Regions from separate parts of the Columba livia genome. Here region 2 is linked to region 1. The links are chromatin contacts, called in public Hi-C maps. All regions are on one chromosome and are shown on one strand. Each heading gives the region's core, a stretch centred on a gene start, on an enhancer-like site or on the middle of the called end of the contact. The rest is flanking DNA. Distances are from core to core; before and after follow the strand shown. Region 1 holds the start of ID2 (inhibitor of DNA binding 2). Region 2 overlaps LOC110362143 (a long non-coding RNA gene).

What was found. A called contact is a pair of places that touch in the nucleus more often than the background predicts.
Region 2: a contact with region 1 is called in a Hi-C map of crop, with 2.7 times the contacts expected there. The contact joins the enhancer-like site here to the promoter of ID2 in region 1. A contact is called at or near these places in 2 of 2 Hi-C or Micro-C datasets (crop and liver).

What each region holds. Positions count from the first base shown.
Region 1 is chr3:17,311,445-17,318,347 of bColLiv1.pat.W.v2, reverse strand. ID2 (inhibitor of DNA binding 2) reads left to right here and starts at 3,076. Exons shown (of 3, transcript XM_005506815.4): 1 at 3,076-3,541; 2 at 3,784-3,848; 3 at 4,527-5,335. The coding sequence starts at 3,194. The coding sequence ends at 3,840. The region is part of intron 1 of LOC110362102 (a long non-coding RNA gene); the gene reads right to left.
Region 2 is chr3:17,589,274-17,596,176 of bColLiv1.pat.W.v2, reverse strand. The region is part of intron 8 of LOC110362143 (a long non-coding RNA gene); the gene reads right to left. Among named protein-coding and RNA genes, the nearest start is that of ID2, 280 kb to the right of the region's middle. Within about 2 kb of position 3,091, at least 3 of the 3 cell types and tissues checked have an H3K27ac peak away from gene starts, as active enhancers do.

The sequences.
Region 1 (6,903 bases), core at 1,827-4,326:
GCGCGGGGCGAGCGGCGCTGGGATCTCTCCCGCGGACGCGCTCCCCCCCAGGTCCCGTTTTACTCTTTTGCCCGTTTCACTCTTTTCCTCCCCCCTTTCCCCGGGCGCCGTCACCACCACCCCCCCGCAAGCGGAGCGTCCGGCGGCGGCCCCCGCTGCAGGTGCGCCCGGGAGGGGGAAGCGGGGCCGGGCCGCCGCCTGCCGCCGCCGCGGGCGCAGCCCCGGTCGCCATGGCAGCCGCCTGAGCGGCGCCGCCGGGCCCGGGCGGCGCGGGCGGGGGGGGCGGCGGCGAGGGGCTGATGTCACGGGGCTGGCGCCGCGCAGTCCGGGCCGGCCCCGGGCGCGGGGCGGGGCGGGGCGCGGCGCCCGGGGCGCGGGGAGGGGGAGCGGGGGCGGCCGCGCACCCGCCGCCGCGCACCCGAGCGCTGCCGCGGGCTGGCGCCGGGGGCCCCCCACGGCGGGACGGCCCGCACCCCCCCGGAGCGGAGCCCTGGGTTTGTGGTTGGCGGCGGAGCTGGGGGTGTGTGGGGGTGCGGAGGAGAAAGCGGCACTTTGTGCATGGCGAGCGGCGACGGGTTCCGAGCAGATGTTTGCGCGGCGTTTCGGGGTTGGGAACCGGCTGTAAAATCCCGGCTGAAAACAAGAGGCGGACGCGGCTCCCTGAAGCACCCGCCATCCCGGGGGCCCGTCCCGCCTGGGACGAGCCCTGAGATCCCGGGGAAGAGCCCCGAGGAGCCGCTCGCAGCCCCGCTGATTTCGGGGGTCTCCCCAGCTGCCCGCGCGTCTCCCCGCCGGGGCGCGGGCAGCCGGGCTGCCGAGCCGGAGCAGTGGCATGTGTGAGAGCGGGGAGCCTGCAGAACCGGCGGGCCGCTGCCAAGGGTTCAAAGAGCAGAACCGAGGGAATGCCATGTCAGAAAAGACTCTTCGCCCCTTGCCGGGGGGAGCGGAGCTTGCTTACTCGCAGGCTATACTCTTCGTGAAAAACGCGCACATGACAACCGTTTGGTTACAGAAAAATAACCAGTTTAGCCTCTCCTCGCACAACTTCTCAGTGTCCTAAAAAGCATGTTAAGCCCTTAGTACGGAAAACCGAAACCACTTGCAAAGGGGTCCTCTGCAAAACCGGGACGGACGTTACTGTAAGCCTGCTGCGCTGTCCAAGAATGACAAATAATGACAGGAGAAGTCTCAACGTACTTGTTTACGTTGGCTATTATTATACCAAAAACAGTGTCAAAATTTCTTCCACTGGTGTATTCATGAGCCAGAAACCCAAGCTCGGTGAAGGACTAAAACCTGTGGCAGCAGACCAAGTACCAGTTGAGATTTTAATGATGTGAAGGACTTAAGTCGCTCTAAGTGATGATTTTAATCGAGTCATTAATTGACAGGGTGGGATTTTTTTTAATTATTTACTCTTTTTAACTGCACTTGAACAATGTGTTTGTCTTCCTATCAGACTGAATGTCGAGATTCACCCTTCGCATTTCAAACGCGTTGAATTGTGTTCCGGCCAGCCTGCCCACCGCCTACAGTCATCCCCCCTCCCCGAGAAAAGCCCCGGGGCAAACACCCCGGGGTGACAGTCGCCAAAATGTCCTGCTAGAGAATAGCCAACCACCAGCTCAGGAATGCCACGTTAATTGGAAAAAAATATTGATCCAGCTCTCCGCAGCTTTGTCTCCAAGTGTCTGCAACGTTCCTCCCCCACAGCCCCAGCTCCTTCAGTGTAGCTATGCAACAGCAGCGCAGATAAACCCAGTGTTGGTCTGCTTTTAATAGGTATGACTGACAGCACAGCCCTCACTGATTTTGTGGATCTATGCCGTTACTACGTTTTTGTTTGCAGTGAACACTGAAGTAGTTTAAGCATCCAGGTGGTTATTACAGAATTGCTGCGTTTTGTGTAGAATTCCATACATATCAATTGCATATGTAAGTCCACACTTCTCTAACTTTCCTCAAGGTAATATGTGAAAAGACGGGTGGAAGTTATGTCGGTATGTTATACAGCATAAGCAAACTATGGAAAAATATAATGGGGTTAAAGTTTAAAAAAATCCAAGTTGCTTCTCCAGCTAAATAAAAAAACCTCAACTTTTTCCTCTGGAGTGTTTCTGGAAGAGGTTTAATTGGCTGCAACCAAAAGCTGCAAAAAGTACAGCGGGTAGTAAGTATTTGCATTTGTCACCAGAAACAATCTATGCATAATTAATGACAGTACTGTGTCACAAGCACTGATAGGGTGCAGATGAGCAGCCGTTCAAGGGTAATACATGTAAATGCACTTCCAATATGCACATTTGCTTAATGATCTCCAATTAATAGCATCATCTAAAATAGCCCTGTCCTCGGGAAGCCGGGAGCGAACAGTGACGCCTGACTCCGGCAGGGCTCTGGGTGTCCTGTGCTCGGCAGGGCAGAAAGCTGCAGTTGGTTTTACAGTTTTATTTTATCGTTATTTTTGATGCTTACACGCCCTTGCTCACATCTGCAGCCCGAAGTGCTCCGCCGCTGACCCGGCCGTCCCCTTGCACTGCCGGTTTTTATTTTGAAAACCCGCTCGATGCTCTGCCTCACAGTGAGTTTTAGGAAGGCTCAGCCCCTCGCTACAGCCCGACCCGGTTGCCCCGCACTCCGCGCCCCTGGCTCCGGCACCGCCGGCCCTCACAGCTGCTGTGCGGGCTTTCAGCCGGCGGCGCTCCGTGCCCCTACAGAGAGGCGAGCAGCGGAGGGACACCCACCGCTCCATAGGAGAACGAGCGCGGACTAAAGCGCCAGAGCCGCGCTCCGGTCCCCGCACAGCGCTGCCCCCGAGGCCGCAGCCCCGCTCCCTCCCGGCAGACCCGACTCCACCGGGGCGGGGGGGGGGGCGGGGGCCGCCGACTATTTACTCCCTCAGCTGTGCGGCGCGGCCACGCCCCCAGTCGGGATTGGCTCTCCAGGCGGAAGGCCCGCGCAGCCCCCGCGCTGTCCGCCCCACCAGTGAGGGCGCCCCGGGGTGATGGACGTGCCGGCGGCCGCCAATGGCAGCGAGCGCGGGCCGGGCTCGGCGGCGGCGGCCGTATAAGAGGAGGCCGCGCAGCCCCGCGCCTCAGTGCGAGCTCCGGCAGTGCGCAGAGGGGAGGCAGCGCCAGCGCTCCGCAGGCTCCGCTCCCGTCCGTGGAACCGCGCTCTCCGCCCGCCTGCCAGCATGAAAGCCTTCAGCCCCGTGCGGTCCGTCCGGAAAAGCGGCCTCTCGGAGCACAACCTGGGCATCTCCCGCAGCAAAACGCCGGTGGATGACCCCATGAGCCTGCTTTACAACATGAACGACTGCTACTCCAAGCTGAAGGAGCTGGTGCCCAGCATCCCGCAGAACAAGAAAGTGAGCAAGATGGAAATCCTGCAGCACGTTATCGACTACATCCTGGACCTGCAGATCGCCTTGGACTCGCACCCCAGCATCGTTAGCCTCCACCACCAGAGACCCGGGCAGAACCCTTCCTCCAGAACTCCTCTGACCACCCTCAACACAGACATCAGCATCCTCTCGCTACAGGTAACCGCCGGCCCCTCTGCCCCCGGCGCTCCGCCGACCTCCAGCGTGGGGTTACAACTAGAAATAAATGTCTTTCCTCACGGCAGAGCGCGGTGGCCGCGGCGGGGACGGGGCGGGATGGGATGGGATGACCCGGCTCTGCAGACGCCGTGCGGCAGGGGGGAAGCGCCCCGGACGGTTCTGTCCCGCTTCCCCCGGTCCCGGGCCCCTCTCCTCACACCTGTGCTGTTTTTTCCTCGCAGGCGTCCGAGTTCCCCTCAGAGCTCATGTCAAGCGACAGCAAAGCACTTTGTGGCTGAATCGAACGGTGAGTGCAGTGCCTCTTCTTTCGAAACTTCGGAGGGAAAAATAATAAGTGTCTCCCTGGGGAAATGGGAGGCGTGATGGTCATTTCTAAAAATCGTCTTAAATTCATTAGGAGATGTCTTTATAATAAGAAACTAAACTAGTAATTAAGTCTTGCAGTCCAACGTGTATTTTGTTGCTAAGGTTCATTAGGCAGCACAGGCTGCTCTGATACTGCTCGCTCCTTAATGCAAATTCTCTTGTTATCTGTTCTTAGAGTCTTAACTTCCCAGGCCAAAGTAACTGATTAAGTTGGGAATCTTGGCACAATTCCTCAGATTCTGTGATGTGGGATTGTCTGCGCTATCAGTTAAATAAGTGACTGCTTTTAATCAAGTAATTTGCTGTAAGAGGCAGACTGGCGCCTCTGAGCATTGCGTTTACAGAGATCTAAATAGAGATTGGACTGAGAATCCTCTTTTTACCCTTTCCCTTGAGTGTAAGTTATTTTAATGTTCAGTTTGTGCTCTGGAGAGCGAGTGTGTGAGCGTGTATGTGTTGCATCTGGACGCCAGGGTTTGCCCAATCTCTGAGTGTTTGGTTAAATGTTCAAACTGTGGCTTCCTCTCTGGCGCCAGTCTGTCCGGATCTCTGCCCTGTTAGCATTCTCCTAAATATGCCTCTTTTCAATCTCTTGCAGGTGTTCCACTGATGAGATTTTTTTTTTTTTTTTTTTGCACAAGAAAATGGCTACATGATCTCTTTTTTTTTTGAGGTGCTGAATTTATTTTTCAGCTGTATCTGGAGGGGAAAATCCACATCTAACTAAAAGGACCTTTTAAAATTAATGAAGAAGAAAATATCAAGATTGATCTTTATCCTCTCCCCATTCTGCAACTTGGACTGAACCTAGTTATTTATGAAGAGACTCTTAAATACCCTTTCCCTAGTTGGAAGGCTTCCTTTATATACTATTCCCAACGTGGGGAGCGAAACAAAAATCTCACAAGGAGTTGCCCATTTTAAAGCAGACTTTGCCTTTTTTCCAAAGGTGGAGCGTGAGTACCAGAAGGATCCAGTGTTCAGTTTTTTTAGGAAAGTCTGTGGTCAAAATTACCTTTTTGACACAAACCTAGGACTGAATGCTGTGTATATATTTATATATAAATATATATATATATGAGTGAAACGTTGTGAACTCTTTAATTAGAGTTTTCTTGTATAGTGGCAGAAATTTACATTTCTGCAAAAAGTGTAATGATGTACTTAATCATGCTAAACTTTTTATAAAAGTTTAGTTGTAAACTTAACCCTTTTTATACAAAATAAATCAAGTGTGTTTATTGAACTGATTGCTTGCTTTATTCTTTGGGGACCAACTGTTTGCTGGCTTTGATTTATGTTGTGTTCTGTGGGTTGTTTTTTAAATACTTATTCATTCTGTTATGACTACAAAGTAAAAATTCAAGTATGTAGAGAACATAAAGAATAAAATTACCTGAATAATAACTCTTGTAACTTGCAAAATCTTATTTGAGTGTATATTCCAAACAAAGTGCTATGTCTGTGAACACTGTGAAAAGGAACAAGAAAAGTAATTTATGACAGAGGGGATGCTACTGACAAAGTGTTTGGAAACATACAGAAAAGCAGTTAATCCTGAGACATTTCCCATGGGCTGCTGACTTTCCCCCCCACCCTTATAGATTATTTTGTTCTCAGTAGTAACAGCTCAGATCTGTTAATTTGGTTTTAGAATAATCACTCAGAATTAAGGGCTGTGGGTGGTTATTAGTCCCCCAACTATTTTCTGTAGAAAGGCTTTGAATGTGAGAGTTGGTGATGCGTTAACATGGGATCTAGAATGATGAAGTGACTGTTGCCTTTCCACACTGGAATGTTCATGCTTCCATGCAATATTTCAATGAAATGGGGTTTCTAATCAGTTGCAGCTTCTCTAAGATACTGAGAACTGAGTTAAATCGCTGTTGTGTTACTGATTAAACTTTGGCTGCTCCTAAAGGGACTCTTTCTCCATAAGAATTAAATCAAGTTTGAAATAGGAGTCTAAATTCCTGAAAGCCAGTAACAGTCTCTTAATTCTCTTTTGCCCCCAGAAGCTCTGCAATATCACTTATTCAAGGGACACTCACCCTAGGAATGTACCCTATGAATCCACTGTAAGTACCACTGTTCATTAGCTCTGTTTAGTTGTCATAAGACAGTGGATGCAGGAACTATGCCTTATCAGATGATGTTCTAATTTAAGCTCACTTATGAACTTGCCTAAAATGGGAAGTTAAGCTTTGAGTCCTACATATGAATTGAAGAGAATCACTTGGAATGGGAATGAAGCGTCCTGATGCTGCGGGTGAGTGCAGGTCTCTGGCAGGCACTACGCTTTGGGCCTGAGAGCGCACATTCTGGGTTTCTGTGCTCTGGAGACTCTTAGAGTGAAAGGCAGGAGCCTCACCTGGGGCCACTAACACTTTCACCAGCAAACAGGTGCGTGGGTGGTGCTCTGGGGCAGCAGCAGCTGCCTTTCCTTGCCCTTGACACCAAATCCATCCATGTAGGCTGGGAGAAAGCCAGCTCTGATCTCTTAATACAGAAGCTGCCCTGCCCAAGCAGCAGCGCACCCTCACAGAGGATCAATGCGATCATAAGGCAAGAAGGGTTAGCGAAAGCGGGGGGAGGGTGGGACACAGGGCCAAGCTGATCTCCTGCTTCTCCCCGTGCCCCCAGCCCCGCAGAGATGAGAGAAATCTCTCCATGGAGCAGCACTGGCGGGGCCTCCTGCGGCCAAACCTTGCTACTGTCCCAACACCCAGCGCACAGGGGCTGTTCCAGCTCAGTGCGATGAACATTTAACCCTGACAGCCCAGTAGTAAAATATTTCATCGCTACAAATCAGTACACCTCGGTCCCTCAAGTACTCCTTTTTGCGTATATTTTACCTAATTCTGAACTGCAGCACACGCAGGGTTTTAATCACAGAATTGAGATCTTTGCTCTTCCAAACCAGTAATGATCTAATGTAATCGTTACCCCAGTTCTCCCCCAGAACTAACTTTTCA
Region 2 (6,903 bases), core at 1,842-4,341, 280 kb before region 1:
CTTTTCCATTTTTTCCAGGGAGAAGCCTGCAGGCAAACCTTCCTCTTACTCTACTGCCCCAAGCATTTTCCTCCACTTAACTGTCCTGTTCTGCTGTTCTCCCTAGTTTAGCTTTAAAAGGTTAATTCCTCCTCCCCTCTTTCCTGTCCTATTCTCCCAGCTCTCAGCTTTTGCCCAAATATCTTCTGATGACCCATAGGGTCCCCTTGCCAAAGAACCCATGTACGCCTGTGATCCCTCCTGCCCCTCTCTTTCCAGTTATTAGATTCAAACCTTTCTAATCAGTTCCAGTTGAGGTGAAAATGCTCAACCACAGGAAATTACACTTTGGTTTATTTGGCATCCCTCTGACAAACACTCCTTTACTTCAGAGGACTGTACTGGGGGAGTCCTTCCAGGATCAGAACACTTTCCAAAGTCTTGGTTTGATTACCCAAAATATTTCAGGGTGCAAAATCAAATTTTATTCCTAAAATATTCACATTCTTTTAGAAGTCAGGACATACTTTATTTGAACCTTCCACCTCAGTGATCAAGAGATGTGTCCTAAACACCTTGTGAGAGATACTTGGAGCTCCTTGCTTGCATGGATTCGAATAGAATATGAACAAGCATGGCTCGGCACCTTTGGGTTCTCTTTGCAGTGATGAGGTGGTACTTGCCCTGGCAGTATCTTTGTAAACTGCAGCACTTTTCCTGCATGGCATTTAAAAAAAAAAAATAGTTCAAATCGCAGGTTTGGCCCTTCAACATGCTTAGCATTAAGCGCATAAATAGTTTAACTGATGTGAAATAAATCACCTACGTGCCTGCACATGTGATTAAATGCTTTGATGGATCAGGCCAAAATGCTGAACGCATTGTTGAATCTAGCAATGAGTCTGTATATAAACAAGATCTTTACAAACTGACACAAACATAGCACTTGTGGTGCTTTAAGAATCTTGTAACTGAGTTCAACCCTGGCCTGAATGCATTGACTTTAATAGGAAAAGGCTAGCAATGAGTTTAGCGTTATTTCATTTTTGATGTAAAGAAAAACTGCTTAGGAAAAAGTCCGTGGTTCTAATTTTACTAGTTACAGACCTATTTTCACCATTGCTATACAATATCATGTGATGATTTATGATATTGACAAAATGCAAAAACTTTCAAAATATTTGGATTTCTATTTTTACTGAGCCCCAGTTGCTTTTATGAAGGATGGTGTTTGTGTTATTGGCCACTGGAGCCCAGCTAAGAACATCGGAACATTATCCTGCCCTGCCCCTGCAAGTAATGAACTCTTTTCCAGTCTGTAAAATGTTGGTGTTTTGTGGTTTCCTGGAAGGGAGATAGACAGCAACTAGCAGTGGCTGCTCCCCCTGAACATGGTGTTAGGGCTGTCAGTTTGTACCAGAGATTGCAGTGCCCACCCCCCTGCAAGCACTAGTGAAGAATTAGTTTCTTACTTTATTTTATTTTACCATCATGACTGCATCACTGTAAGTAATCTCCAACCTCCAACTGGTACAGCTCCACTAATAGCCAGCCTGGTAGCCACAACTCCATGTACCAGGACATGTAGCAGTGAGGTTTTTATAGTATCAAAAGTGAGCAGGGATTTACACATACTGTTTTGATCTTGATCCTGTGCCAAATTTTTAGAAGTTTAATTATTTTTAATAGTTGCCATGAATTTTCTTAAAACTTACAGCACATCTTTCTTGCTTCTACTTGTATGTTGAAACATATCATAAACCATCACAAACAGGATTAAACTAACCCTCCCCGAAGCCTCCCAATAGAATTGCTAAAGGTTTAATTTCCTACTTTAATCAGTCATTTATTCTGCACTTTGAGAAATTTCTGTGAAGACAGAGCTTCCATTGATTGCAATAAATACACATAACTGGGATTATTTGTGTAGGCTAAGAAAATTGATTAAAAAATAGAAGTGACTATTTTTGTAGATGGCTTCAGAAATATTCCAGCTTCTCTAATGCTCATCTCCTATCAAAAGTGGAAGATCTGTGCACCACAGACCTGCTAGTGTTAATGAGAATGATCTCTGCAAACATGCTGCATGTAGCTGGGAAAGGAAGAGACTCCAATGCTCTTGCTTGTTAACATTCTCCTTTGTTTCTGCCCACTCCAACTCAAATGCTTCCTAGCTGTTTTGCTGGCAGCTTTAGCAGTATTAATGCATTCCAAACTAGAAAAGTTTCTACTTTAATATCTTACAACTAGCTCAATATGTACTGACCTCAAACCCAGGATAGTAGTAATTTGATATTGCAGCTCATTATTGTTACTCCCAGCAAGTTTCCCCTTGAAAGTGGCTGATGCTTCCCCCTCCCTCTCACATGCACCCTCCCACCCTCCATTCAGAATTTGTTTTTAATTGTTCAGAAGAGAAAATTCAGACTGTGAGCCAACAATATATTTCCAGGGGGTACAAGATATTAATAGATCTACATCGTGGCCCCATATATTGTAATAAACTCTGCTGTAATTTGTTTACCCACCATAGACAGTAACTAACATTCAGATAAATGGAGTTGGCGCCTGCAAGATTTATGATATACTTCTGTGCTTAGCAATGTTTAATCAGAGAGTTAAAATATTACAGTGTAAAATCCTTTACAAGCATGCACAAACAGAGAACTACCATTAGAGGCTTGGCAGACATACTCGGTGTCAAATAGTACCTCCAGACACTCTCAAAACACAAAGAGGAATATTCAAAGCAGCTACTAACTGACTAGCATTATTTGAGAACCACGTCAGAGCTCATTTTTTTAGGGGGACTTGCTTTTGAAGTGACAGAATGATAGGCAGGGACAAGTGGGCTTGTCTGCAGAGCCCATCAAGCTGAAAGAAGTTGGGGTGGGTGGAAAGCCTGGAGGTGGGGGGGAAGGGAGGTGAATTTTGGTCAAAAAGGTGGTAGATGCCTGTCACAGAGCTTAGTGTGTTTGGATAAGACAGGCTAGCATGTGGGGGGATCAGCATGAAGCATCACACCTGGAGGAAAAGACAACTAGCTCCAGCCTCAGTGCCATAAGCCTGGCTCCACAAAGTCTAGCCAACATCTGGAATGGATATCAAGAGACACAGTGCAGCCCTGACTGGCGCTCTACTCTACCTTTGTACTTTTCACTGCAAATTGAAAAGCAAAACAGACATCAAGGATATATTTATATAACTGTCTTCAAGCTGCATTTTCTACTCCCATCTGCTGCACATGATAAGTTTCAAGTGTTTTCTAATAAAAAAAGGATTTTTTTTTTTTTACTCCTTGTTCAGTATACAGACTGACCTTTTTTTATTCACAGTTTTAAAGGAACAGTAAATATTTTACAGCCAGAGGAAGTGTCAGCACCGTAAGACTTTCTGCTATTGACATTATTTAACCACGCTCACTATTGAGCCAAAAGTGACAGGGTGTGTGTGCATATGCAGACGCCTGCATTTGCCTGAGTGTGTAAATGAGCTCGCTTGTGTGCATTTGTATGTGCACAAGCGTTTTGGAGAGGAACATTCCTGGGAGTTTTTTGCTTTATTTTCACATCATGTCATTGTTATGTCGCTCAAAGGGGGATGGCAGCCCTGTATGTACAAACAGGAGACCCTGTGTTAAACTGCTCTCCATGAGGGATACGCCAAAGGAATGCAACCACCATATCAAAAAGGCTCTGTTTTTTCTCTCTGTTTTCTAGCTACGTAGCTGATGAAACCAGATCAGCCTTCTAGTCAGGTTGATTAATCATGAGGAAAATAGCCAGAATGAGGAGTTGTTACATTTGACTGTGAAACTAGCAACTTCACCCTCAGACCAAAGGGCACCAAAATGGCCTTGGCCATGCACAGGTTTTGGCAGAGTTGTAGGGAGCGTGGCCTGATGTGCTCCTCAGCAAAAGCCAGCTAGATTCATATGCTCCAAACTACATTCTGGAACACATGGACAATGACATGTATGAGTGGCCACAAGAAAGTACAGTTACCTGAGGGAGTCAACTTCAACATGTGAGAGACAGTAGGAACCAGAGATACTCATCCAGCCCTAAGAAATACCTCCTCTCCAGTACTGAGCAGTGAGCCTGATCCTTATTTACCCCGTTTATTGACACAAAGATAGCTGTATTTGTTGGAGTCATATTGGTACAAAAGTTTCAGAAAAGTGTTCTCTGAATCCACCAGTGAAAAGTTTCACCAGTAGTAACAACAGGAATAATAATCCTGTACAAACTGTCTGGAACATCAAAACTGTTATTCGCTGTGACTAGTTACTCTCATGAGAAAGAAGAATCATACTGGAAAAAGCTCTGGTCTCGTTCCCTCAAATTGTAAAGTACTATTTTCAGCTGGTTTAGTACTGTGAACAGGAGATGGGGATGTAAAACCTACAGTTCTGTTATGACTGCACCAATTCACCTTATAAACCTAAAGAATTAGTAACATCTCTGTCTACTCCTTTATAAAATACATAATAATTCACCCATAACACGGAGAACACAAGACTTAAATAGTGGTCCTAATTAAAATAATCCTAAATTTTCTGTTGGAAATTTATTGCTGTGTTATATAGCCTTTCATGAAACAGAAATATTTTTCTTTTTCTCCATGGGAAACAGTACCTTTTTCCATAAGACAACCTTCAAGAAAAAAAATATGTTGTCTTTTAAAAAAGTTTTATTTTGTAATAAAAATATTTTCAAAAGTGAAAAATATTGTTTTCACCAACATCTCTTATACGAAAAAGCCATCATGCCTAATTAGCTCTACTTGTAATGTGCTTCAGCTATTTCAATGAAGAAGCCCTGTGTAAGAGCTAATACTATATTTATAGCATGTAAAGTTACACACCCTACATTGTGAGACCCCATTAATTTCAAAAGAGCTAAGAGATGTTCTTAACTGAATTTTTCTAAAGTAATATCAAAATGAGTGCAAAAAGTGGATCATTTCATAACATCTGTTGAAAATAATTCTGCATTAGCTGAAGAAACATATTTGTCCTCTTCCATAATTCACAGGAAAATACAAATACCTGTTTTTCATTTGGTGCTTTGTTATCAGCAGCAATTATTTTATTAGGTGGTTTGGGGTTTCTTGTGGGTTTTTTGGTTTTGTTTGTTTGTTTGGGTTTTTTGTTGTTTGTTTGGGGTTTTTTTCACTTAAAAGCCTATAACTTCATTGAACCTTCCAAGTTTTATTTGGGAAAAAGGGTAACATAGGATTCATTAAGTGAAACTCCCAGTGTTGGTAAAGCTGGTAAGAAATCACAAAAAGTAGAAGCCTTTTCTTCAGCTGAAACCAGTCACTCTGCATGAATCGGGTAAATTTCACAGGAAAAAAAAAAAAAATGCTTGCCCTCCTAATTCTGAAAATATGGTTTCCCTTTGAAATCTTACTGGCAAACTTCAGTCATCTTCCCATTGTAATTGTAGAGTTCACTGCTACTAAAGCTATTGTCCCAAGCGAAGTTATTGAAGCCAATGTAGCATATGAAAAAAGATTTCATAGAATCATAGAATGTCCTGAGTTGAAAGGTATCGACAAAGATCAGAGTCCAACTCCTGTCCCTGCATATGACAACCCCACAGTTCACACCATGTGTCTGAGGGTGTTGTCCAGTCTCTTCTTGAACACTGTCAGGCCTGGGGCTGTGACACCTTCCTGGGGAGCCTGTTCCAGTGCTCCAGCACCCTCTGGGTGAAGAATCTTTTTCTGATGTCCAACCTAAACCTCCCCTGGCACATCTTCCTACCGTTCTATAACCCTTTGAGTCCGACCCATCAGCCAATTGTTCACTCATGGCATTGTGTGTTTATCCAGCTGTATGTTAGACATTTTGTCCAGGAGAGTACTGTGAGAGACAGTATCAAAGGCACCTGTACGTAGTTTGTAGTGAGAGGGAAGATCTGCAGCAAACCATACTACCAGGTCATCCCATACCACACTATAGAGTTAGGCATCCCATGCTGAAAGGCACTGTCTGCAAGTTCAGTATCGAGATTACATTAAACCCCTAAAATATGCTGAGTGAGGTTCAGTTTCTGAGCTTGTTCCTCCCTCACATTTCATGTGGTATATTTCTCAAACAGGGAACCGGCTCATTCTCTCTGTTTATGAGTATCTGTCTGATAAAGTAGAACTGAAAACACTGTGTTGTACTGGAGTGTGAAGAAGTTTGGAGTTCAAAACAATTGCCTGCTACAAAAATAAAGGAAGGCCTTTCCTATGAAATCTGTGAACTCAAAACAGGGATACAGAACTAGTCACTGCCAATAACTTTAACTTCATTTATCTATATTTGGCAAAAATTGTGCTGCAGCTGGAGATGAAATGCTGAGCTAAATAACTGCAGCGACGTGAGCTCCAAAACAGCAATTACTAAGCTGTGCTGCCTTGTGTAAGATTTTACTTTTATTTATTGTATTTAAAGCAACTCTCTAACTATGTACAGTACAACAAGAACTGCCTGATCAAATAATGCCTGATTGCAAGGCATCTCAGCTCCACTGTCAATATTGCTAAGTGTTTAGCAATGCAAACATGTCACATGTCTTTCATGAAGCCAGATTAAAGTGGTGTGAATGACTGTTTTACCAGTCTACATACCTTTTTCTTGTCTCTAATTGCAAGGAATAACTCATTTTAAACCTAAACATGACTTACCACAAACACTGAATGTATTAAATTTATTTCTTATTATTATTAGAACAATTATTGCTAGTTTTGAAAGGCTAAAGGAAAGGGGTACACAATCCCTATTAACTGCTGTAGAGAAGCCCTCCATCTCTAAAGGTTTGGTTGTTTAACCTTTCTTCATGGTTATGAGAACAAAAAATCCCATATTAATAAAGCTGCTAGAAGAACTGCTTATCAATGTGATTTCTATCATCTACCCTTTTAAAAAAG